Regions from separate parts of the Mus musculus genome. Here region 1 is linked to region 2. The links are chromatin contacts, called in public HiChIP or PLAC-seq maps. All regions are on one chromosome and are shown on one strand. The core of a region is the stretch at or near the end of the contact, and the rest is flanking DNA. Distances in the headings are between cores, read along the strand shown.

Evidence for each region. HiChIP or PLAC-seq counts read pairs in DNA pulled down with a chosen protein or histone mark.
Region 1: a contact with region 2 is called in a FOXA1 HiChIP or PLAC-seq map of pancreatic cancer cells. The contact joins the promoter of Pdik1l here to the enhancer-like site in region 2. A contact is called at or near these places in 1 of 39 promoter capture datasets (pre-B cells), 5 of 115 datasets of contacts at active chromatin or transcription factors (embryonic stem cells, large pre-B cells, pancreatic cancer cells and 1 more) and 1 of 9 other capture datasets (adipose tissue).

Annotation. Positions count from the first base shown.
Region 1 is chr4:134,284,551-134,291,412 of GRCm38.p6, reverse strand. Pdik1l (PDLIM1 interacting kinase 1 like) reads left to right here and starts at 4,160. Exons shown (of 3, transcript NM_001163794.1): 1 at 4,160-4,252.
Region 2 is chr4:133,893,818-133,900,564 of GRCm38.p6, reverse strand. No RefSeq gene overlaps it. Among named protein-coding and RNA genes, the nearest start is that of Rps6ka1, 9.4 kb to the right of the region's middle. Within about 2 kb of position 2,979, at least 55 of the 459 cell types and tissues checked have an H3K27ac peak or open chromatin away from gene starts, as enhancers often do. A contact at or near this core is called in embryonic stem cells and pancreatic cancer cells, where this site is marked.

The DNA of each region.
Region 1 (6,862 bases), core at 2,911-5,410, 390 kb before region 2:
ATAGAAAGTAACTTTTTTTTAAAAGATTTTATTTATTTATTATATGTAAGTACACTGTAGCTGTCTTCAGACACACCAGAAGAGGGCGTCAGCTCTCATTACAGATGGTTGTGAACCACCATGTGGTTGCTGGGATTTGAACTCAGGACCTTTGGAAAAGCAGTCGGGTGCTCTTACCTGCTGAGCCATCTCACCAGCCCCGAAAGTAACTTTTAAAAGCCTACTATTTAGTTATCTGAGATAGAAAACACAAAAGAGCAGAAAACTGCTATGGTGGTTTGAATAGGATTGGCCCTTGGGAAGTGGCACTAGTAGAAGGTCTAGCCTTGTCGGAAGAAGTGTGTTACTGTGTAAAAGGGCTTTGAGGTCTCCTAGTCCTCAAGCTCTGCCCAGTGTGGAAGAGTCTCCTCCTGCTGCCTATAGATCACGATGTCTATCTGTACACTGCCGTGCTTCCTGCCGTGCTGGTAACAGACCTCCAAAACTGTAAGCCAGCCCAACTACATGTTCTCCTTTGTAAGAGTTGCCTTGGTCATGGTGTTTCTTCACAGCAATGACTCTAAGACAAATGCTTTTCTTTTCTTCTTCTTCCTCTCCTCCTTTTTTTTTTTTTTTTTTTTTTTTTTAAGACTGGGTTTTTCCTTATAACCCTGGATGTCCTGGAACTCACTTTGTAGACCAGACTGGCCTCGAACTCAGAAATCTGCCTGCCTCTGACTCTCCAATGCTGGGAATTAAAGGCGTGTGCCACCACTGCCTGGCTCTCCTTTTTAAAATTATTTTTGAGACAAAGTCTCAGGATGTAACTATGTATCTCTAGCTATCCTAGAATTCACCATGTAGACTAGGCTGGCCTCAAATTCAAGAGACTTACCTGCCTCTGCCTCCTGAATGCTGGGATTAAATGTATACTACCATCTTTAGCAATGTCAATTTCTTTATGCTAGAGGTAACAGATGTATTTTCCTTAGATATAATTATGAATATTAGTCAGGCTAATGTTATATATACATTATAAATTAATAGGATTTTATATACTCTGTTAAACTATCCTAAAATAATGTGTTCGTGTGTGTGTGTGTGCATGTGCCCATACATACACATAAACACTTGCATGATAGACAGGCTGCCTCACTGAACGGAACATCACCAAGTCAGCCATGTATGATTTCATCCACATCTTTCCCTCTCCTCTGAGCACAGGCAGCACTTTCAGAAGCTTTCATTCTTCCAGTGTTTATCTTCTGTTTTGTGCTCACTCTGTAGCTCTGGCTGGCCTTGAACTCACAGACATCTTCCTGCTGCTTCCCAAGTGCTTGCATTAAAGGTATGTAGCACCATGCCAGCCCCACTGTCTATCTTTTAAATATACACACTTAGGTCAGGCATGATGGCATATTTCTGTAAACCCACTCTCATCCTCTGAGTGTGGGGAGTCAGAGGTGAACGGATCAACAGATCTACGTTGGGCTGGTGTGATGGCTCAGCAAGGTAGAGGCACTGGATATACCCAAGCCTGGTGACCAGAGCTCAGCCCCTGGAATCCCTGTCTTAGTTAGGGTTCCATTGCTGTGAAGACACCCTGACCAAGGCAACTCTTACAGAGGCAAACATTTCATTGGGGCTGGCTTACAGATTCAGAGGTTTAGCCCACTGTCATCATAGCAGGAAGCATGCCAGCATCCAGGCAGATATGGTGATGGAGAAGAAGCTGAGAGTTCTGCATCCTGATTCGGAGGCAACCAGGAGAGATTGACATGCTCAGGCAGCTAGGAGGAGGCTCTCTGCAATGGGTGCAGGCTGAGCCTAAGAGACCTCCACAGCACACCCCCACCGTGACACACTCCCTCCAACAAGGCCAAGCCTTGGAACAGTACGACTCCCTAGGGGCCAAAGATATTCAAGCAACCACATCCCCCAAAGGTAGAAGGTGAAAATGAACTCCACTAAGTTGTCCTCTGACATACATCATACAAACATAAATCCATAATTTTATATTTAAGGTTGCTCAGGTGTGGTAGTATATACATTTAATCCCAGCAACACTCAGGAGGCAGAGGCATCTCTGAGTTCAAGGCCAGCTTGGTCTACAGAGACAGTTTCAGGCCAGCCAGGGCTATAAAGTGAGACCCTGCCTCAAAGGCAAAAGAACTGTAGAATGTAAAGTAATTCTTTTATTGGACGGATAGGCTTTTTAAAAGTTTAAAATATAAGCAACTAACTTTGTTAGTCACATAGAAGATGATGGCACACCGTAAAACACTAGTCTTGTTAGCTTCAGCTGTCAACTTGCCAGCTTAGCTATTTGAGGAAGTGTCCAGTGGGGGATAGCCTCTATCAGACTGGCCTGTAAGCACATCTGTGAGGGGGTTTGTTGATTGCCCAATGTGGGCAGTGCTATTTCTAGGCAGGCCAGCCTAAACTGTTTAGAAATGTAGTTGAGCCATGACCCTGGAGCAAGCCAGTAAGGAGCCTCCCCCACCCCCCACAGTTCCTTCCCTAGTTCCCTCCCTGACTTCCCTCAGTGATGGATGAATTCCCAGTGACCCTAACCCTGAAGGTTTAAGTCAAACAAACCTTTTCCTCCCCTAAGGTATTTTTGGTCAGCAATTTTTCTTTTTAATCACAGCAACAGGAAAGCAGCTAGAACAGGTACGTCCCTTGACGATCCCGTGACATTTTATGACCACAATAAACAAAAAGACTACTCTCATGAAGAGATCTCTTCCTAGTCCATCCTGTTTAACACTGGTAGCCGGCGTCTACTGAGCTTTCCTATTTCCCCCTACTTTCCAGGGCAGGAAGCAAGTCTTGACTGACTCAGTATTCCCAGAAAACGTGAGCACCAATAGGAGGATGGCCCTCAGGACAAACTCTGAATAGATTGCTGGGCTTTTATTAGGAGGGGCTGGAGGACGTTACACTAGGGTGCGAGTGGGTGTTCTAGGAAGACAACTTTTGGTCAATGTGGCAGGTGTTGGTTTCCTCGCCTATGAAAGCAGCAGGGTCAGTAGTAAGGTCTTTACTTTTGGAATATGGTTCAGATTATATAGAAAGTTGCCCAGACCCCAAATATTAGTTTCATAAGCAGATGACAAAGGATGATCCTGGAGGCACTGAGATGCTTAGGGGGCAATGAAGGCAGGATCAACCTTACTAACAAGCAGTAGGTACAGAATAATAAAGAAAAGAATGGGCGTTTCTGGCAGATGCTTACTCAATCTGTGTAACTAACGACGGGCCGGCCAGTTGGTCCTGGTTTCCAAGTGACTGTCACCCCGATCTCAGGGCAACTCAGGGTTATGACTGACAACTGCTGGGGGCATTTGAAAGGTTTTGTGCACGTATTTGAAGAACTCCGGGGGACTGCAGTCCTAGGAGACCTGTTTTGTGTCCGTACACCCGCCTAAAATGGGTCCCAACTCCGGTTCAGGCCAGCTAGGCTGCGCGCCGCAGCCAGGTAGGCCACACCCTCTCTCTCACCCAGCAGGACGCCCCGATCCTCAAGGCCGGGAACAATGAGGTTCCGGCTTCTTTAAGGGAGATACCACCGCGCCGGTGGGGCAGGGGACAGCATCCTCCCAGATGATCGCACCCAGGCCCGCGTCGCTGCCTGGGCCATTGTGCCACCCGCAAACACAGCTCGGTGCCTCGGAACGTAGGTGCAGCCAGCCTCCCAGCACTGGCCGCGCCTCCCCACGGACCCGCCGCCCAGTCCCGCCACCAGCGAGGAAGATGCACCGGGCATCCGGCCCCAGCGAACCGCGCGCTCCAGCCCGCCGCTCGGTAGGTCTGAAGAGGGCGGGCAGCGTAGCCCGCCACGGGGCACGAGCACCGCCGGCTCGGGCCAGCGGCCGCAGCTTCTCTGGGGTCCCGGGACGCGCCCCCCGCTGCGGCTGAGGGCGACCGTCCCCTGCCGCCACCCCTGCAGGGCAGCATTGGTCCGCTCTGCAGCGCGCACACCGCTGGAAACGCTCGGCTGTGCGCCGCGCCAGGGCAGCGACGGAGCGCAATGGCCAGAGCCCGCGGAGGAGAGGCGGGCGCTCGCCCGGCAGCAGGCGGCGCTCGGCTTGCGCACGCGCGCTACGGCAAGCCGGAGGGGGCGGGGCCCGGCGTGAGGGGGTGTGTCCGCGCACCACGGGGGCGCGCGCCGGCTTCTGACTGGAGGCCGCCGCGGCCGAGGGCGCGAGCTGCGCGATAATGGCGGCCTGCAGAGCTCATGAGAGGGAGAAGCGGCGGCGGCTGCCCTGAGGTAAACCTGGCCCTTCGCCGTGCCACGGATGCCCCGCAGTCAGAACCGGTCTCCCTGCATGTGTCTCTGTCCCCAGCAGGCCTGTCACGGACCTCTCAGTGGAGTCATCCCCGGGAAGGCCCGGTGCTGCGCCGGCCACCGGCCGGGGACTGCGGCCTCCGTTCCCGCCCGGGCCACTCCCGGAGTCCGGTCCCCTAGGCTGCAGCCGCCAGGAGTTGAAGCGACTGCGAGGCCCGCTCAGGGGCCACGGGAGGGTCCCTCGGGGTTTCCAGGGACGGCCGCCCGGAGTGAGCTTGCTGCTTGGCCAGTGAGCGCGCCTCGGCGACAGAGCGAGCACCGCTGGCCTTACTTGTCCCCGTCCCCGGCACCAGCAGGTGCATGTCCAAGCCGCCGGTGCCCAGCCCCGGAGGGAGAATGGCAGGCAGGCAGGCAGGAGGGTCCGGGACGTGCCATCGTAAGGCGCTCGGGTTCTCGAAGGATGCTTCAGCAGGGCGTCTCTCCAGCCAGGACCCCAAGGATTTGATAGACACCGTCCTTTCTTATGCAAGGAAGGCGTTCTTCCTTGGGGGGGGGGACCTCTGGCAAGTGGGAGAGGACAGGGGACCGCTGCAGAGAAAAGAGTCACTTGGAAGTGCCTAGTAACCGGGAATCAGCACAGAGCAGGACAGAATGGCCCGCCCGGTGACAGGAAACCTGACATTGGGGAATCCAGGAAGAAATTGAAGGGTAGGCGACCAATACAAGGAAGTAACTCAGGGCAAACCTCAGGAACAGTCATTTTCTTTTAAATCTGGCCAATGAACTTAAAGTAGTCGTTCCGGGAGTCTCCGGTTCCCGGGGCAGTCACTTTGTTTACCTGGTTGTGCAATGTAAATACAATCTTACTCTTCCTGGCCGGCGAAGACAGTGACAGTGAGTGAGGGAGCGTACTGCAGACTCTCCACTCAAAAGAACATTTCTCTGTGGGGCCTGTGCTCCAGCTTGCCTTTAAATGATTTCTCAAGGTACAGCGCCAAAGGACTTTGTCAGAGGATTCCCTGTGATGTATAGGATGCTCCCCCTTTGGCCAGAAAAGACCTAGAATTAAATAACTATGCTAAACAACGATAAAAAGGTAGTTGACTTACTTCATTTTGAGGGAACAGCTCTGCAAAAACTTTATTTGTGCCCATTTTGTAAGAAACAAATAACTAAGCATGCTGGTGCAGGTCTATAACCCTAGTTTTTGGAAGGTGGAAGCAGGAGATTAGGGTCATTCCCTGCTATATAGTAAATTCAGGGGTAGCCTGAGCTACCTGAGACACTGTTGCAAACAAAACATAAGTAAGTGATCTTGACCACTTTTGGTCCATAAACCAAAGTCAGGGGTTTGCATTTCTAAGTGTGAGGGATTTTTATGTTTCACTGCTTTTGTTTGTGTGTTTTCTTCTCAAGACAGGGTCTCTCTGTAGCCCTGGGTATCCTAGAACTCCCTCTGTAGATCAGGCTGGCCTTGAACTCAGAGATCCGCCTTCCTCTGCCTCCTACACGCTGAGATTAAAGGTGTGAGCCACCACCTCTTGATGAAATTTCAAATTTCGGGTATATATATATTTTTAACAATGGCATTTTCAAGCAGTTAAGGATTAAATGAACTTAATATAAAAGTAGCCAGGTTTGGCTACTTAACACACTTGTAATACCACCATTCCAAAGACCAAGGTAGCCAAGGCTATTGAGGTGGCTCAGTGGGTAAAGTTATGTTCTGCCAAGCCATATAACATGAGCTCAGTTTCTGGAACCACATGGTAGAAGGAGAGAACTGACTCCCACATACTGCCCTCTGACTTACACAAAGCTACACACAGATATGTAAAATATACAATAAAATCTTAAAAGATGTGAAAGCCGTCTTGAGCCACATAATCACAAGAACCTGTCTTTTAAAAGAAACAAGACCGGAAGCAAGGCATGGTGACATGAACCTTTAATCCCACACTGGGGAAGCAGAGACAGGCTTATCTCTGAGTTGGAGGCCTGCCAGGGTTTCATAGTGAGATCTTGTTCAAAAAAGGAGTGGGTGGGTGGAGCCTGGAGAGAGTTCAATGGGTAGAACATTTGCTGAGTAAGTCTGGGGGACTGAATTTGGATCCCTAGAACCCATGTGAAGGTAGATGTGCCTTCCTGTGGGGAGATGGGTGGCAGAGACAGAGTGTCCAAAGTTCACAGGCCACTACCCTGGCATATGCTGTAGCAGTGACAGGAGAGCCAAGGTTCTCTCCTAATGGGTGTGCCATGGCATGGGCATGCCTGCACTTATACATAAGAGTCAGGGATGATGGTACTGTAACCATGGCTTCTAAAGCCAGCATAATTCATACATCAAGCTCCAAGCCAGGGAAACTTAGCAAGACCCTGTCTCAAAAACAAAAACTTTAAAAATTAAAGTTCTTGAAATAGTTCATGATACATGGTAAGTGCTATTACCTTTATTATTATTGATAGATTGGTCCAAAGCCTAGCTAAATACTTTCTGAGTACCACAGAAAGTGAAACAGATGGGTAAAGCATGCGTAAGAATACAAGCCAATAGGTCCACCTGATTTCAGCAGAGCACTTTGTTGATTTTTC
Region 2 (6,747 bases), core at 1,730-4,229:
GCCACCACCCTCAGTAGATTCTGCCCTAGGCCACCAGTTTCCAAGCTCTGACTAAGGTGAGCCCAGAGGTACCTCCCAAAGCTAACTTTCCAGTTCTGACACCACAAGGGCTGGTAGCAAGTCAGCGGCTGATGTAGGTCTTAGTTTCTTCAGAAACAAATCCATAAGCCACACCTGCCCCTTCCAGGCAGGGGAATGAAGACAGTGCCCAGAGATCCGCTGCACACATGGCGGGCCGCCACAGTGCCACAAAGGGATAGAGGTGAAAGGAAATAAAACTGTAATTCATGTAATGTATGTCAAATAGCCCAAAGAGTTGTTTGTGAGCTTTGAAACCTGGGGCTGAGAACATAGCAGAACAGACCAGGACATGCCCGGGCAGGCCCATCGCCTCCGTATCTCCCACCCCTCTGACCTAAGTTAAATGTTACAGGCTGCTGATGTTTAAATGGACCAATCATGTGAAACTGCGCCAATTCCTCCCCCAGCCCCACTCCTTTTCTATAAAAACCCCTAGCTTCCAAGCCTCGTGGTCGAATCCACTGTCTCCTGTGTGAGATACGTTTCGATCCGGAGCTCCGCCATTAAAATACCTCTTGTTGTTACATCAAGGTGTTGTGTTCTATTCGTGATTCTTGGGTGCACGCCGAATCGGGAGTTGAGTGGGGGTTTCCCCACTGAGTTCTTTCATTGGCAACCCTATCACTCTCTACAGACTAGATGTGATGGCTTGTCCCTATAATTCCATCACTTGAGACATCGAGGCAACAGGACTCTGGCTGGTTTGAAGCCACTCTGGTCTACATAGTAAGTTCTAGACTAGCCTGGGTTAGAGAGTAAGATACTGTCTCAAAAACATCAACAACAAACCCACAAAAGGGTGATGAGTTCTGTCGTCCCCACAAAGCGGCTCCTGAGTCCACATTCTGGGATAAGGGAAGGGGATCTGGGTGGATCCTATTAGCTCAGATCCTATTGGCTGGTCACAATGATGGGATGCTGAGCTGCTATTGGGTGGCACCTGGTGGGTGGAACATTTCCCTTCCTCAGGGTTGGGGCTCCAGAGAAGCAGCCTGAAAGGAAATATTCCACTTGGACAGGCCTGACCTGCTTGTTTGACTCTCTGTCTCCTCTAAGAATGTAAGTTCCTAGAGCCCGCCACACACTGTTTCCCAAGAGACTGATCGTAAATATTTCAGACTTCGCAGGCCATATGGTCTCTGTTGCAACTACTTAACGTAGTGAGAAGGAAGCACAGAGGAGCCACAAACGGAGCATGGCTGTGTTCCAATAAAACTTTATTTACGCGTGTTCAAATCTGAATTTTGTACAAATGTCATGCATCGTCACTTTTTTTTTCTTCACTTAAAATTATTTCAAAATGTAAAAAAACCATCAGACTCAGTGGCCTACACCTGTACTCTCAGCGCTCAGGAAGCAGAGGCAGGTGGATGTCTGTGATGAGGCTTGCCTGCTCTAGAGAGCCAGTGCTTACCTAGGTAACAAATGCAAAGACTGAGGCTGAGAGAGGTTATCTTGAATACTCAGGGTCACTTGGCTAAGAGAGATGAGCTAAGAGCTCAGGTGTGCAGCGCTGGACCCCAAGCAAGATCTGTGGCCTGTGGCATTATCTGCGTACCCATGCATACAGCAGGAAACAGGAGGCTGCAGCTTTTGTGTTTGATTTTATTGGTTTTATTTAGCATTTATTTATTTAGCTGGTCTCTCTGTAACAACCCTGGCTGGCCTGGCCGACCAGGCTGGTGGTTTTATTTACTTTTAAGATAAGCGTCTCAATGTGGGCTGGAACTCAGAGCCCTGTCTCAGCCTAAGGTGCCGATCCAGGAATGTCACCTGTCCCCTCCTGGAGCTTACTTCTCATGGGGAGGGCAGACAGATGAGCATGCAGTTGGATTGCTAGCGAGCCTGCAGCCACAGCATTTGGGCTACAGTTACTGTGCCACGTCATTACAGCGGAGATTCGAGATGCTGATGAAGTGAAGGCATGAACCCCCCAGAGCTGGGGAAAGAATGTTCCAGACAGAGGGCACAGCAAGGGTAGCACGGGAGAGAGCTCACCAGGCATGTGCAGTGAGCGGCAAGGATGATGGCAGCAGGAGGGCAGAGAGCCAAGACAAGTGGCACCGGGAAGATGCAGAGGGAGTATTCATCCTTCCTGCGGGGCTCTGCAGGCAAAAGCCTGGGTTTTGTTTGACACGTCCTGGAGGAGGTGCAAGTGGGGTGTGACCCTGGCCCTACAGGAGAGGCACTTCTCTCCCCCCAGCTGCTCCCTCCTCCCTCTCTCCCCAACACTGGGGTGCTTTGAGATTACAGATGTTGTTTTTCAGGTTTCCAGTCCAGCTACAATACCCGCTGTCTGGCTGTGGGCAACCCTATCCCTCTCTGAGCCTCAATTTTCTTATGATTTACGTCTCGAGGCCTTGGTAGAAATAGCTGATGAGATCTTGCTTGCAAACTTCAGTTCCAGACAGGAGACATAGTTGTCCAACCTCAGGTGCCCAGGAGGCTTAGGATGTAGCTCAATGGTGGGGGCATTTGCCTAGCAAGCTCAGGGCCTAGGTTCTGTTTTCAGTATAGAGAGGGAGGGGTAGAGGGAAGGAAGAAAAGAAGGGAGGGAAGAGAGGGAGGAAGGAAGGAAGGAGGAGGAGGAGGGACAGAGGGAGAAGGAGAGGGAAGGAGTCAGGCAGAAAGGTAGGCCATAAGCCCCCACCCGCTGCTTGTGCTGATTATGATGTAAATGCTCAGCCTGGTTCGGACCAACTGAGATTCCTCGGTAAAGGTGCGGTCCCTACAGTAACCGCCTCCTGCTGTTTTACCTGCTGCCCTCAGACACCAGTGCCAACCAGCCTCTACTCAGAGGCCAGGAGACAACATCACAGAGGAGCCCCCTGGGGCAAGGCCCGTCCACACAAGGACCTCTTCAATGCCACAGCCCACGCAGCTCAGGCTACCACAGAGAGACCCACACCTAGGCCGCAGCCCACACTCACTGCTAGAGTTAGTGCTTTGACAAGGTACAGAGTGATGACCTCACTGTGCCCAGCGTGGCCTCTCACTCATGAGTCATTCCTTTAACAAACACCGCACGTAGCTTCCCAGAACAGCCTGTTCTAACCCTATATTATTACTCGCATTCATATACAGCACTGGCCATCATGGAACATCTTAGAACATGGGTTAGACATGGGGTTTGGGTTACAAGAGTACCACTGCCATTTCATAGCTGGGCCATGTGAGATGTTACACTTTGCCCGGTTTTCTTCTGAGACTGGGTGTCCTAGAAATTGTTATGCAGACATGATGGTCTGAAAGAGAAGTGTCCCTCAGAGTCCTTGGTATTTTAATGCTTGGCTCCCAGTTGGTGGTCCTGTTTGGGAAGGCTCAGGAGGTGTGGCCTATCTGAGGGAAGTGTGTCTCTTAGTGTGGGTTTTGAGAGCTTAAAAACTTCTGCCAGCCATTTAACTTTGCTCTTTGCTTCTTGCCATGAGACTTAAGCTCTCAGCAACTCCAGGTGCCTTTGCCTCCTGCCTGCTGTCACTCTTCCTTCCTTGGTGGTAATTGTCATGAACTAGAATGAGATAGCAGGCAGGGGTGGAGGGTACCTGGCAGGCCCATACCAAGGTGTCCCCTGAGAAATCACACCATGCAACAGACCTGGTATAAAGGAGGTTTGGTGGGGGGGGAAGGAAGGGGAGTGAGGACCTGGAGAAGAGGTAGAGGCAGGCAACCAGAAATACAGCCATGAAGAAAAAATGAGAAAAAGAGGCCAGCCTGGAATAGGTGGGAACAAGGAAAAAGAAAGCAAATCAGTAGGGGCTGGGGGAAGGGGAAGCAAGCAGTCCTTTTTATTTACTGCCTCACCTGGCCCTCACTTGGCCCTCACCTGGCTCCCACCTGGCTCCCACCTGGCCCTCACCTGGCTCTCTCCTGTTGTCAGTGGCAGGCAATAACATAAGCCATTACTAGGTCCCTGAGAGGAACCCAGCAGAATCCCTTGAAAGCCAACAGTCATGGACTCTCATTCCTTTGGAACTATAACCCCCAAATAAACTCATTCTTGTTTAAGTGGCCTCGATTGTACTGTTTTATCACAACAGAAAAGTAACTAAAACAGTAGACAAGGCTAGCCTCGAACTCCCAAGAATTTGCCTCTGCCTTCCAAGTTCTGAAATTAAAGGCATTTAAGGGAGAAGTGGAACCAAGCTTAAGCTGTGTGAGGGTGATAGCTACATGGGTGCTGAGGTTGGGGGCTGTAGTTCACTATAACTCTCTCTTAAATGACTGCTATTTCTACTCCAGGAACAGATGGGAAACTGACCAGACTGACCAAGTGCCCCTAGAGAGCCCATCTGTCCTCTGGGCTCCCCTCTTGCCACAGTGACACATGGCTCTCCAACACCTCCACAGAATGGAGACATGGGATGTGAAATGAATTCATCAAAAGTTCAAGGAGGCTGGGCAGTGGTGGCGCACGCCTTTAATCCTGGCACTCGGAAGGCAGAGGCAGGCACATCTCTGAGTTTGAGGGCAGCTTGGTTTCCAGAGGGAGTTCTAGGACAGCCAGGGTTACACAGAGAAACCCTGCCTGGAAAACCACAGACAATGAACAATGAGGGGTGGGAGAGATGGCTCAGCACTTCAGAGCACCTCGTTCCTCTGCAGGTGGCAGCCCACAACCATCTGTCACAGAGTTCCAGGGAATCTGATGCCCTCTTCCCCGTGTGGGCTTTGAGAGCTTGGTGTGGGCATCTCCACAGGCACCAGACAGAAACACATTTAAGGGATACATACCACCATATAGGCAATGTTGTGTGGCGACATTTTCCTGGGGAAGCAAAATACACTCAGCTACTCAACCCAGATAGAGAACCCATGGCAGACCAAAGTGCAGATGCTACCAAAGTCCAACATGGTGAACCAGTGAGTTTTATTAGGGTTACTTATAGGAAGATGGGTGAGGAGTTACTTACAGAAATGACTTAAAGACAATCACGTCACCAAGGTCCACCCCAGCATGGGGGACAGTCCACAAACTCTGGGAAACCGGGAGCTCACCGCACAGCCTGCAGGCAGCTGTTGAGGTTGGACATTGTCCTTCCCGGGGACTTAATTGGTCTAAGTCTCTCCCAGGCCGCTCTGGGGGGGGGGGGTCTGCTTCTTCCAAGCAGCCAGCTTTTTCTTTGTAGCTTTTCTCCCCAAATATATACATGCATGAGTGTGCACGCATGCGCGTGCACATGCACGCGCTTGCACACACACACACACAATATGTTTGACATTTAGTCTAGGCTCCACCCCATAGTTACCTGGCATCAGCCAGGTGTGCCTGACTCACTATAAAAGGGGCTGCCCATCCCCTCCTCTCTCTTGCCTTCTTGTTCTTGCTCTGTCCTCTTGCCCCTTCCCTCTCTCTCTCCACGTGCTCATGGCCGCCTCTACTCCTCTACTCTCTGCCTTTCTCTGTCTGTACTACCCTCTCAACTCCCCTCCTCATACCCTGAATAAACTAACTCTCTCTCTCTCTCTCTCTCTCTCCATCCATCCATCCAGCCATACATACATATATGCACACACACATATGTATGTATGTATGTATGTATGTATGTATGTATGTATGTATGTATGTATTTGGGGGAGGGGAGACTCTCAGCTTTTATTGTTTACTCTGCCGAAGAGAGCCAAGTGAATCCGGTCAGTTTCTGGAAGTTCTTGCAGCTATTCTTTAGTTATTTACCTTCCTGTTTAAGAGCTCCCCTGAAGGATGAAATGTGTTGTTGTTGTTGTTTTGTTTCTTTCTAGTGGTTTGGCTTTGGTTTTTCTGTGTAGCCCTGGCTGCCCTAGAACTTACTCTTTAGACCAGGCTGGCCTTGAACTCACAGAGATCCATCACAAGCCTCTACCTCCTGAGTGCTAGGATTAAAAGCATGCACCACTCACATGAAGGTAGCCTACCACTGCACTGGGGTTTTTGGTTTTTTTTGTTCTGTTTTGTTCTTGGTTTTTCGAGACAGGGTTTCTCTGTATAACCCTGGCTGTCCTGGAACTCACTTTGTAGACCAGGCTGGCCTCGAACTCAGAAATCCACCTGCCTTTGCCTCCTGAGTGCTGGGATTAAAAGCGTGCGCCACCACACCCGGCTGCACTGGGGTTTTGATTCAATAACTTTATGGCTTCTTAGTATCCTTTTAGATTCCCCACCCCCTTTCAATTAATTAACCCAGCCCCAGTAGGGCTGTAAGGCAGATTGAAGCCCCATTGTACCTGGTGGTATCTCCAATGGCTTTCCAAATTTGCAAGACATTCAGAGGTTAGCATTATATCATCTATGTAACAAACTGACTTCCTGCAGAAGGGCCACATCCCAAACCAGTGCTCTTTAACATGTAGCAGGGCTACAGAGAGAGAGCGTTGTCCAGACTCTCTGAGTCTGTCACCATCTCTCCTCAGTGTCATGGGACCCCAGAGGTTCACAGCTAAGATTAAATCGGACATCAGCATCCATGGACCTGTTCCATCCAGTTCTATCAGCAGCTTCCTCCACAGATCAAGGTTGGGTACAAAGCACGGTTAGGAGGCGCTAAGTTAATTAGCTCCCTACTGTAATCTTCTCTCTGAGCTGCCACACTTCCATATCCTGGAGCTCTTCCATGGATCCTCCCGATAAACTCAGAGGGCCCACTTAACTTGCTCAGACCTACTTAGGGCCCTGTTCTCCCCAGCCGCACC